4 separate regions of the Sus scrofa genome follow, and regions 1, 2 and 4 are each linked to region 3. The links are chromatin contacts, called in public HiChIP or PLAC-seq maps. All regions are on one chromosome and are shown on one strand. Each heading gives the region's core, a stretch centred on a gene start, on an enhancer-like site or on the middle of the called end of the contact. The rest is flanking DNA. Distances are from core to core; before and after follow the strand shown. Region 1 has its middle 170 kb from the start of SYK. Region 2 has its middle 160 kb from the start of SYK. Region 3 overlaps AUH (methylglutaconyl-CoA hydratase, mitochondrial). Region 4 has its middle 81 kb from the start of NFIL3.

Region 1 (2,788 bases), core at 162-2,661, 160 kb after region 3:
TAAGCCCACCCCTTCCCAAGGACATGATGTTGCTGGACAGTCAGACTTTGGCATCGTTTTCAAATCTCTGGGGAAGACAAAACCAAGTGGTCCATGCTGTTAATCCATACCTCAAGACTTGACTTTTTTTCTCCTCTGAGATTTAATTTTTACTTTTCAAAAATGTTTCAAGTGTGTCCGATGTTCAATGTTGTGTCAATTTCTGCTGTACAGCCAAGTCAAGACTTGACTTTAATTTAGAGGCCATGAGAATATTTTCTGACACCCACTTGCATGTTTTAGTAGTCATGTGGCCTGTTTTTCTTCCTCAGCTATAACTGACAAGCCTATAACCTGAGATTTGGATAATTGCCAGTGGAAATTAAGAAAACAAAAAAAAGAGGAGTAAGTTGGCACTATGCCCCATAAAATGATTTCACAAGTAGTGGGTCTGCTTGCTCAATGAAACAGTTCTTCTTATAACCAGTCATTACTGATTCCCACTTACTGCTCTTGCGGTTTTGGAAAAGAGTTCTTACTTATCTTTTCCATGTTCTACGCAATAACATCTTTTAGCTCGCCCTCAATGCTCCCTTTGGATGGCCAACCTTAGGTTTCGGACATTAATTTTGTGTTATTTCACTGTCATGATCACTACTAACGTTGTGATATTTGTCTTTTATTTGTTCCTCTGCATTTATATCAACAGTTTTAAACAAAAGTGTCAGCATACTGTATGGGTAGTTTAATATTCTGCCTTATTTCCTCAGCATTTCATTGTGAGACTCTTCCTATGGCTCCCAGACCCTCAACATACCAGTTTTGTGCATCATAGAATATTTTTTATAGTATTATACTGGACCACTGGTCATCATGTATTTGGCCATCTTGTATTTTTAAAAATTATTTTATTGAGGTATGGTTGATTTACAATGTGTTACTTTCTGCTGTGGAGCAAAGTGATTCAGTTATATATATGTATGTATATATATACTTTCTCATATTCTTTCCCATTATGGTCTATCACAGGATACTGAATATGCTTCCCTGTGCTATGTAGTTGGACCCTGTTTTTCATCCATCCTGTATATAACAATTTGCCTCTGCTAACCCCAAACTCCCAAGCCATCCCTCCCCAGCTTCTCCTTCCCCTTGACAACCACAAGTCTGTACTCTATGTATTTTCTGACATTTAAGTTGTGGCTAAAATTATACTATTATAATGTAAAGCTACGAGGAATCTCATTTGATACAAGTTTTTAGATGTCAGGACCATCTAGGCTTGAGTTAACAATAACCTCAAAATCTCAGTGGCTTAAGGTAGCAAAATGTTGTTTCTTGTTCACTTTTAAATGGAACCAAGGCTGGCCAGGAGCTCCATTCCACAAAGTCACTCTGTCCTAGAGGCAAAAGCAACACCAGCACTGCCACCAGCCTTCCAGGGTTCGGCAGGGCACAAAGTGAATGGGGAGCTCCCCCTGGCCTTCTGCGTTGAGCAGGGAAGTGAAACTCATCACTTCCGTTCACAGCCTTGGCTCCCAGCCAAGGAGGTGGTTTGTAACCTTTGACGAGCCCAAAGGAGAAGAGAGCAGGATGTGTGCAGGCAATTTTAATAGCTCCCCCCCACCCCCGTACAAGTGGATGACTTATTTAGGATACATGTCTTAACGAAGGGAGTTATTGGGTTTTGCCACCTTTTTTTTTTTTTTCCTAAGAATCTTATAACATTTTTATCATACCATCAGCTTTTTTTTGTCCCTGAAAAGCCCAAATGTTATCATTTTTTACTCTTTGCTGATCTAAGAGTTGAGAAATGCTGTCTCATTGTTTTTCAACTTGTGTTTCTTTCATTACTGTTGGGAGCAGAACTTTTCTCATCTGTTTATTATTCATTTTTAGTTTTGCAAGAGGCTCATAGGTGAACAACAACAAAAAATAACCTGAAAATTCTCTGAGCCTCCCTGGCCCACTTCATCTCTGGAATTTAAAATGCTTTAAAAGCCCTATCAGAATGACCCTGCCGCTCAGCTCACTGTTTTTCTCCTGATGGTAATTTGAACCTAAAAAAAAAAAAAAAAAAAATTCTTTTTGTTTCTAACAGGAACTCTTTTTTTTTTTTTTTTTAAATCTTTTTAGGGCCACACCTGCGGCATAGGGAGATTCCCAGGCTAGGGGTTGAACTGGAGCTACAGCTGCAAGCCTGCACTACAGCCATAGCAATGCCAGATCTGAGCTGCATCTGTGACCTACACCACAGCTCACAGCAACACCAGATCCTTAACCCAGTGATGGAGGCCAGGGATCGAACCTGCAACCTCATGCTTCCTAGTCGGATTCATTTCCATTGCACCATGAGGGGAACTCCTCCAACAGGAACTCTTATCCCTTACTTGTGGGAATGCAAAATGGTGCAGCCTTTTTGGAAAATAGTTGGGCAGTTTCTTACAAAATTAAATATACTCTTACCATATGATCCAGTCATAACACTCCTCAGTATTTAGCCAAAGAAGTTGAAAACTTCTTTCTACACAAAAAGCTGCACATAGATGTTTATAGCAATATAACATAACTATATTTATCACTGTCCAAACTTGGAAGCAACTGAGATGTCTTTCAGGTTAAATAAACTGTGTTACAACTAGATAATCAGCATTAAAAAGAAATGTGCCACCAAGCCTTGTTCCCATTGACCTCTCCCTCACCTTGCTCCTTTAGACCTAAAGGCACCTACATTTATTAGCCCCCCATTGTTTTCCTTTAACTCTTGTAATTGGTTCCTTTATTAAATTGCCCTGATGAAACTTAAAAA
Region 2 (3,078 bases), core at 202-2,701, 180 kb after region 3:
GAGGCCAAGAAAAGACTCTGTGTACCCTGACATGACAGGAAGAAAGCGGTGGCATACAACTCCTGTTCATGAGAAGAGGGATGTGTGACCCTGGGCAGCCTGACAGCCTGGACCCTTCTGGAGGGTATTAGGGCCAGCCCACGGGGCACTTTGTGACAGTGTAGCAACCTGCCACTGGGCTGGCCCAAGTCCCCCCAGACAGATGTCAGAGGTACTTTATGTTCCAGAGAGTAGGGGACTCTGGGTCTTAGGTCTGTGCTGACCCAAGACAGCTAGACTTGGGGCATGGGGTAGTGTGGGGCATGGGGTGGTCTCACCTAGGACCCAAGTATGTGTATGTTTGTATGAATGTATGTGGGTATGTGTAAGTGTGTGTGTGTGCACATGTGTGTGTGAAGCGATATGTTAGCATGTGTATACATGTGTGTGTGTAGGGGTGAGTGTGTGATTGTGTGCCAGTGAGAGTGTATATGCATGCATTTTTGTGTGTATGATGTTGTGAGTGTATGTACGTGGGTGTGAGTGTTTGCCTGGGAGTCATATGTGAGCAGGTGTGTTTGGATGTTTGTGAGTGTATATGGTGGTGCGAGGGTGGGCATGTGTTTGTGCTAATGTGTGTGAGTGTGTGTGTCAGTGATGGCTGCCCTGGGTGGGCAGGATCTGGCCTTATAGGCACAGGACCACTCTGCGAGGGGAGGGTGCCATTCTTTCATTGTCCTGATGGTGCCTGACACTTGGGCTCCCCACATTTTCGCAGGTGCTCCATGAGCTCGTCAACATCTGCCCAAAGCATCACAGTTAACAGAGGAGAAGCCCCAGCAAGCCAGAGGGGCTGGTACCCCCGTCCATCACTGCATCCCACACCCAGGGGAGACCTGGGAAAGAAGGCGGACCCCCAGCAACCAGGGAGGGAGAAGATTCCAGAAGAAGGGGGCAGAGGAAGTAGAAAGCTGCCCTGACTCCTGTAAATATTTGCTCTCCTTGAACCACGTCGGTTCTCAAGTGTTTCCTCCAACATCTGATCTGTCAGATCACACGCTCGTGTATGCATCTGATTTTCAGCTTCTCCTTTTCAACGAAGCCTGAAGGCGGTGGACCTCCCCTGCTAGGGACACAACTTAGTGAGCACTGGACAGCGCACATGTGCACAAACTCTTTTCCTTCATGAGCTGTCAGCAGTTCCCCTAAATGAATCATCAAACCGGTCTGAAATTCTTTAGTACAGAGGACTTTTTGTAATCCTCTGGAGACTGTGGGTGTGTGTCTTTTGCCCTAAGTACATGCACACACACACGTACACCCTCTTACGCTCTCACACATACAACACAGGCTCACATCTTTTCCTTTCGGGCTGTCATTTGCGCGTGGATCTGAAGATACTTTTGTCGTGACAATGAAGAATCACGTTAAGCTTCAATCAGATCCCGTTTCTCTTTTACAGGACTGCCTTTGCCCCTGTGAGGAGGACCTCAGCTGGGACTCGTGTGGGGGTGCACTGCGGTGGTGAACGGAGCGCCTTCCTGTGGGGGTTGCTGCCACTCAGAAATACAGAAATAACAGAGCAGGCGTGGGGTCATTTTGTTGGCAAGCAAGCCCTGGGTCCCAGCTCTGCAGCACCCCCGTCCCTCCCGAGGCTGGGCTGATGGACTTCATGGCTGTGCTTGCTGACTCTGCCCGCCACCCCCTTGTTTGCGAAAGTCCGGCTTGAATGCCCCACGTGTGAGTCATCGCCAAACGTCTTACATCACTCAGCTTCCTTTGAACTTCTGTTCATTTATTAGCCGCCCCCCCCCCCCTTTCTTGAACTTGTTGTGTGTAAGCGTATTGCCTGTTTCTGAATGTTTTCATCCTGAGATACCAGACTGCTGTGGGGTGTTGTTCCTATATCCATTAAAATGCCATGATGGGGGGTAACGCAGTGGAGAAGGACCAAGAGTCCCAAACTCCAGGGAAGACTCTGGCAGAAACGTACCCAGCCTGTAATTTCAGTCTGTTTTATGTCCCTCTCCTCATTTGCTTAAGACCCAATGCTTGTGTGACGTAGAGACCTTACATGTCTCCTTCACTGAGATGAAGGGTTCCCTGCATGCCTGCAGGGAACGTCAGGGTTATTAAGAGAACGAGAGGAAGAATGACAAGGAAATGACATTGTGTCTAGGTGTGTTTCTCTAAATCCACTGAAAACAGTATTCTCTGAACCTGTTCCCTCTTCCCACTTGCTGAGCGTGAGAGCAGGGGCTGTATTTACAAGTCCTGCGAGTGGCGCTGTCCAGCTTCTTCGTCCGGCCCAAGTGGGTGGACTGCAGGCTGGTGGGGCTGGACCATGTGGCCAAGTGCCAGCACCATCACCTGTAGTCTTGTTTGCTGATTAGACTGTCACAGAGCGTCCGGGACACCCCAGATGAAGGCTGCGTTCTTGGTTCTTGGGTGAGCAGGAGCCTCGCAGGGGATGAAGTGTGTGCAGTGTTGAATGACTGCCCCCAAGTGTCCTTCTGCGGGAGAGGAGTGCAAGAAGGCAGCCTGCTGCTGCCTCCCCTGGGAGAGGGCCTCTGTGGGTGGGGAGCGTGCAGAGAAGACCCGGGAGAAGGATGCTGTGTTGTGAGAGCTCAGTGGGAGCTTGACCATTGGAGGACCGCTTTGGAAAAGCAAGGAGCCCTGGCCATGCTTCTAGAACACAGCCAGGTGTCAAAAGTCTGCTCTCCCTTGTCAGACAAGCATTGTCACTCACCCTCTGGGGTCAAGCAGCCTCTTGGTGGAGGTGATGCCTGTAAGGCAGGCAGCTGTGCCTTGAGGGACAAACTGCTGTCCTGTGCTAGTACCCTCCTGGCCCACTGCTCCCCTTTTTTGTGAATTTCACAAAGGTGCCCTTCCAGGACTCACTCCTTTGGTGCCCCCAGCTGGGCACCTGGCCCAGATGAGCAAATCCCAGGCTGGGTCCGGACTCCTTTTCCCCGTGACTAGGCAGAAATCGGACCTGCAGATAATTTGCACACTGTCATCTTCCACCCAAGTTGGCAAAGGATGGAATCCTCAAAACTGGAGAGTGGTCTGAATTTTTTATCCCAGTGCTTGGAGCTC
Region 3 (3,067 bases), core at 30-2,529:
GCCCTTGCTCTTAGGCCATGGCCAACACACTGATGGGCTCACAGCTTCTCCGTGTACTGAGGAAAATCACCAGCTTGTTTACTAGTGGTTTCTTCTCCTTCTCAGGCACTGTTTGCTTTCACCCAGAGGGGCATGTTGATGTGTATTAGGAGTCCTCTAGACCTGAAATCTTATCCTTTTCTGTTTGGGTGGCGCATCAGCACATCTTGGCCCGCAGTCTAAATAGGCTTGTCTCGGGGTGACTGCCAAGCTGCATCAAGAAGAAAATCAGTGATGCAGTAGATAGTGGAAACTTGAAATTTTCTCCTATTTAATGAGATTAAAGTTATGGATACTGCTTTTCAGAGGAAAAAAAAAACTACATAATGAATATGCTGTTAACAGTTTTTAAAGTTTTTAGTTAGTGATTTAGAATCATATACTCCTAAAACATGTGACTTTATGCATGGGTCAGGCATCTTGCAGCTCTGAGATGGGGGGTGGGAGGAGAGTGATCAGGAGATGGAACTGGGTCTATATGTGGAAACAGGAGAAAGTTCTCCTGTTATTCCTGGTCCTTCCACTAGACCTGGCAGAGAATGAGAACTTTAAAAAACATAGTACATGTTTGCTAAGTGATGCAGTAGCCTTTATGACCCTTTGTAGAACAAAGGACATGACTGGACGGGATTGTAGTATTGGAAAGATTTTTCAGAGGAGTGAGAAAAACCTGCGCACCACGACCAGATGGGTGGGCGAGTCCTGGGAAGGTGAGTGGGAGCTCGTGGAGAAGGTTGAATTTTGAAGGGTGCCCTGCATCACCACCATGTGGTAAGGTGGCCACGTATCGCCTACCTTCTCAGGTCAAGGCCAGTCCCGTTAGAGCTGCTCTGCCCTTCCACACTCGGCACGGAAACATTTTTATTTCCCCATTTTTTCTTCCTGAAAGAAGCGGTTAGTGACGACTACAATTTCGAAGGAACCACTGATTTTTTTAAAAAATGTAAATAACTTTCTTGTTTACTAACTGCTGTTTTTGACTCTAAATATAGTTTGAACATGGTCTTTATACTTTTATATGCCATGTTTGTAATCATGAGCAAAGATAAAAGATATTTGAGCATTAAGTATATATTAATGTATCTGTTACATTGCTGATTTTTTGTTACTGCTAAGAGGAAAAAAAAAAATCTACTGAACAAACAACTTTTGTGTAATCAGCTGAAAGAACAGCCGCAGGGGTGAGGTAACAGGAAAAAGGGGGTTTGTGAGATACTGTTTCCTCAGTTGTGTCACAGAGACACTGTGGCTTTAGTCCTTCCAGAGCCACCAGAGCACTCACTGAACTCCAGGCCCGTATTCTGAGATATTGCATTTTTTACTTATTTCTGTTTTTCCGTCCTTCGTCATTTACATGGAACTGTCCACTGAGGACACGGACTCTCTTATGCCATTGACCATGAGAAAAAAATGCCATGCTAGCCTGCCATTTATAACAAGTGTGTACAAGTTCATAACTACATTTTAATGTGAAACAGTCTGGACGGAAACTAGTATTGTGTAAGTGAGAGGTAGTTAGAACAAAAGACTTGACCTAGCAGCTCTTTGAAACTCCTGTCTGCATTACTTATAGTCCTGACAGGGTCTTGGGCTATGTGTCCACTACTTCTGGGAGCTCTTCCCAGTTCCACAGGTATCCTTTGTATTGTAGCTTTTGGGTGAGGTTGTCCTTTGTCAAACATCCGATATTGATAAGAATTTCTGTTTTTATTTTTTCTTTCTTATATTATTATACTTTTACACATTTTTAGGACGGAGGTATGTATTTTATTTTGAGACAGTCTGAATAGGCTCCTTAAAGACAAAAAATAGAAATAATACAAATTTAAACCTTTAAAAATAAAGCTTGGTGTAAAGACAGTTCACTGGGGGGGAAATGGTCTTTTTCAACTCTTGGTTGTCCATATGCAAAAAATTAACTTCAATCCATATCTCTTGCCATATATAAAAATGAACTCAAAATGGATTGTAGACCAAGATATGAAACCTAAAAATGTAAAAGTTCAACAACAAACTTAGAAAAAATAGGCCTTTTGCTCTTAGGTTAGAAATCTAAGATTTTTTAGGTATGACAGAAAAAGCACAATCCCTGTGAGAGAAAAATGAAAATATTAGACTTCATCAAAATTAAGAATATCTGTTGTTAAAAGACACATAAAAGAATAGATAGCCGAGTCCCAGACTGGGAGAAAATATGTATAAATCATATATCTGATAAAGGACCAGTATCTAAAATATGTTACAAAAACTCTTGAAATTCAATAGTGAGAAAACAAAACACCCTAATTAAAAAGTAGTCAGGATTTGAGAAGACACTTCACCAAAAAAAGATATATGAATGGCAAATAAGCACATGAAAAGATGTTTATAAATGCTAAGAGAACTGCAAATTAAAACCACAGTGAGACACCATTAAATACCTATTAGAATGGCTAAAATTAAAAAGACCGACTCTCCCAAGTGTTGGCAAGGATATGGACCTTCTGGAACTCTCATACACCACACATAGGAATATAAAATGGTACAGTCAGTTTAGAAAACAGTTTGGAATTTTCTTAAAAAGTTAAGTATACACCTACCATATAACCCATATGGTAAGACATGACAGCAGTTTCTCTGTGTATAAGCATATATATATACACACACACACATACATGTATGTATATATAACAGTTATTTTTACAGCTGCATTGATGTCTTCCTTTTCTTTACTCCATTGTGTATGTGTGCTGTAATCCATTCAGCCTGTGCCTTATTGATAGACAGTTGGCTTGTTTTTGTTCTTTTATAGTTACAGATAATGTCACAGTGAAAAACCTTACGCGTATATCATGCCATTTGACAGTTTTTACTAGGCTCTCTTTGAGTAGAATCCTCGAATTGAGGTAGCTGGGGTAAGGGTAGCTATTCATAGGTATTGCCAAACCTTCCTGCCACAGGGGTTATAGCAGTTTGCAGGCCAACAGCCTCCCTAACAGAACTGTCGATCTTTGGGATAATTTGCCAGTCAGACAGATGAGGAAGGGCA
Region 4 (2,854 bases), core at 80-2,579, 250 kb before region 3:
GAAAATTAACATTGATATAATATGACTGAATCTCTCACCCTTATTCAAATTTAACCAGCTGTCCCAATAATGTTCTTTAGCACAAAAGGATAAAAGTCTCCTGGTCCAGGTCACACATGGCGTTTAGTTATCTTGTCCCTTCAGTCTCCTTTAATCTGAAATCATTCTCAGTTTTTCACAAGATTGATAGTTTTGAGGAATATAAGCCAGTTATTTGTAAAATGTCCCTCAGTCTGGGTTTAAAGAATGAATGGGAGTTCCCGTCGTGGCGTAGTGGTTAACGAATCTGACTAGGAACCATGAGGTTGCGGGTTCGGTCCCTGCCCTTGCTCAGTGGGTTAACGATCCGGCGTTGCCGTGAGCTGTGGTGTGGGTTGCAGACGCAGCTCGGATCCCGTGTTGCTGTGGCTCTGGCGTAGGCCGGTGGCTACAGCTCCGATTAGACCCCTAGCCTGGCAACCTCCATATGCCGCGGGAGCGGCCCAAGAAATAGCAACAACAACAACAACAACAACAAGACAAAAGACAAAAGACAAAAAAAAAAAAAAAGAATGAATGAATTAAAAAGTCACCTTTCGGCAATGACCACGGTAATAATGGATCCAGACAACCACCAATCAACGCAAGAACTAGTGAATGCGAGTGTGATGAGCGAACAGGATTAAATCCATCATCTTGACACACTTTCCCATGTTTGTTTTTTTTTTTCTGTCTCTTTAGGGCCGTGCCCACAGCATATGGAATTTCTCAGGCTAGGGGTCGAATAGGAGCTGTGGCTGCCAGCCTCGGCTACAGCCACAGCAACTTGGCGTCTGAGCTGTGTCTGTGACCTACACCACAGCTCACAGCAAAGCCGGATCCTTAAGCCACTGAGCAAGGCCAGGGACCAGACCCGCATGGTTCATGACCACCGAGCCACGATGGAAACTCCCCCACCAAATGCTTGTTGATTACAAAGGAGAAAACAGTAGCTTCAGAGCAGGGAGGCCTGGCCCACCCCACCTTCACTGGGCGATCAAAGTCAACTGCAGCAATAGTGGGACAGACTGACTTCAGGCGCCTCTGATCTGATGAGCTGAGACCAGCTCAGCATTTTACGTCTGTGGTATTCCCACCAAAAACTCCTAACCTCAATCTGTCACGAACACCCCACTGAGCACATCAGAATGTTAACCCAACGTGAGGAAAGAGAAGCATGGGCTCTTTACAGATGAGAGACGTTCCCAGGGGACCCCATTTACAGCCTGGCGCTTCCGAACCTTCCCTGGCTCTGCCTGACTGCCTAAGGCTCTTCCTCTAAACTCAAGAGGAACTTGCCAGCCCACTTATTTCCCAACAATCCTCAGCTTTAGCCCTTTGTTTCACATCCTCCTTTTCCCGCAGAGGCTCGAAAACCATCAAAGGCTTTGAGTTTAGCGTCAAAGCTGCCTCATGGTCAGCGTCATCCTTGACCCCTAACTCAGCTTCCTCCGTGGATCCTCAGGCCTGGGTGCTGTGGCCCTCGTGTTCAACCCTCCTGTGTCCCCTCCCCAGCTTAACGTGGGCTCTGTGTATGGGCCTTGGGTCAGGACAGCAGCCTCATCCCATGGTTGAGTGACAACACCTCACTTTCTCCGTTTTCTCATCTGCTCAATGGGTGCACTGGTAGAGCTGCCGAGAATATAGGACAGAAGAATATTTATAAAATGCTCCTTGTGGAGTTCAGCATATAGAAAACTTGCAGTCAGTATTAGCGTTAATCATTATTACCGTAGTGGGCGTTTAAGCATGCATACTCTGGATCCAAACGGCCTGGTGCATCCTAGCTTGATGTCCATGTCCCGGGCAAATGATGTAGCCTCTGTTCAGAAATGGCTACAGGGATGAAATGAACAGTGCCCATCACCTTGTATAAGTTACGCAAATTTTGGCTGTTCTTTTTCTTCTTATTTTCTCTTTTCCTTTTTGAAAATCTTGTATCTGGGAGTTCCTATTGTGGCTCAGTAGGTTAAGGACCTGACATTGTCTTTGTGAGGATGCAGGTTCCACCCCTGGCCTTGGTCAGTGGGTTAAAGGACCCAGCGTTGGAGTTCCCATTGTGGCTCAGTGGGTTACAAACCTGACTAGTAGCCATGAGGATGAGGGTTCAATCCCTGGCCTTGCTCAGTGAGTTAGGGATCCAGCGTTGCCGAAAGCTGTGGTGTAGGTCACTGGTGAGGCTCGGATCCGAGGTTGCTGTTGCTGTAGTTGAGGCACAGGCCTCAGATGCAGCTCCGATTTAACCCTTAGCCTGGAAACTTCTGTATGCTGAGGGTATGGCCCCATGAAGACAAAAAAACAAAACAAAACAAAACAAAACAACGAAAAAACAAAAGACTCAAGAGTTTCCAAAAGCTACAGCACTGATTTGTTCTCTACCCTGGGAAAGTCCATGTGTTGCAGGTGCTGCCTAAGGGAAAATAAAAGCTTATATTTGGATAAGACTTCTGAGTTTGACATGAACTCTCTTATTTTGATGCTAATCCTCACTAGAGTAAGAAAGGAAATTTATCATTATCTCCATTTTATGGACAAGAGGACTGAAGTTAGGGAAATTAAACTAGCTCAGCAAAAACACACACCTGCAAATAGCAAAGCAGGACATTGATCCCAGGTCTTGGACACAAGCATGCTATTCTTTACAGCATTCATTTTCCCAAAAACTATTGATGAAACAGTATGTGCCAAGTGCTGTGCCAAGCACTGAGGATGCAAAGCCTCTGAGTTAGAGGAAGTGCATGAGAAAAAGAGACGGGTCCTGTGTTACAGGGTCCAGTGCAGCACCCTTACTGATACTGCTATTCCTCTAACTCAGCTGAGGTTTCAGGGAAGGGGA

What was found. HiChIP or PLAC-seq counts read pairs in DNA pulled down with a chosen protein or histone mark.
Region 1: a contact with region 3 is called in an H3K27ac HiChIP or PLAC-seq map of alveolar macrophages. The contact joins two enhancer-like sites. A contact is called at or near these places in 2 of 47 Hi-C or Micro-C datasets (embryonic fibroblasts and skeletal muscle) and 2 of 2 datasets of contacts at active chromatin or transcription factors (alveolar macrophages and skeletal muscle).
Region 2: an H3K27ac HiChIP or PLAC-seq map of alveolar macrophages shows a contact between it and region 3. The contact joins two enhancer-like sites. A contact is called at or near these places in 1 of 47 Hi-C or Micro-C datasets (embryonic fibroblasts) and 1 of 2 datasets of contacts at active chromatin or transcription factors (alveolar macrophages).
Region 4: a contact with region 3 is called in an H3K27ac HiChIP or PLAC-seq map of alveolar macrophages. The contact joins two enhancer-like sites. A contact is called at or near these places in 1 of 47 Hi-C or Micro-C datasets (embryonic fibroblasts) and 1 of 2 datasets of contacts at active chromatin or transcription factors (alveolar macrophages).

Annotation. Positions count from the first base shown.
Region 1 is chr14:2,276,179-2,278,966 of Sscrofa11.1, reverse strand. No RefSeq gene overlaps it. Among named protein-coding and RNA genes, the nearest start is that of SYK, 170 kb to the right of the region's middle. Within about 2 kb of position 1,411, at least 12 of the 83 cell types and tissues checked have an H3K27ac peak or open chromatin away from gene starts, as enhancers often do. A contact at or near this core is called in alveolar macrophages, where this site is marked.
Region 2 is chr14:2,257,269-2,260,346 of Sscrofa11.1, reverse strand. No RefSeq gene overlaps it. Among named protein-coding and RNA genes, the nearest start is that of SYK, 160 kb to the right of the region's middle. Within about 2 kb of position 1,451, at least 35 of the 83 cell types and tissues checked have an H3K27ac peak or open chromatin away from gene starts, as enhancers often do. A contact at or near this core is called in alveolar macrophages, where this site is marked.
Region 3 is chr14:2,434,638-2,437,704 of Sscrofa11.1, reverse strand. All of the region lies in intron 4 of AUH (methylglutaconyl-CoA hydratase, mitochondrial), which reads left to right. Among named protein-coding and RNA genes, the nearest start is that of AUH, 110 kb to the left of the region's middle. Within about 2 kb of position 1,279, at least 14 of the 83 cell types and tissues checked have an H3K27ac peak or open chromatin away from gene starts, as enhancers often do. A contact at or near this core is called in alveolar macrophages, where this site is marked.
Region 4 is chr14:2,683,101-2,685,954 of Sscrofa11.1, reverse strand. No RefSeq gene overlaps it. Among named protein-coding and RNA genes, the nearest start is that of NFIL3, 81 kb to the right of the region's middle. Within about 2 kb of position 1,329, at least 14 of the 83 cell types and tissues checked have an H3K27ac peak or open chromatin away from gene starts, as enhancers often do. A contact at or near this core is called in alveolar macrophages, where this site is marked.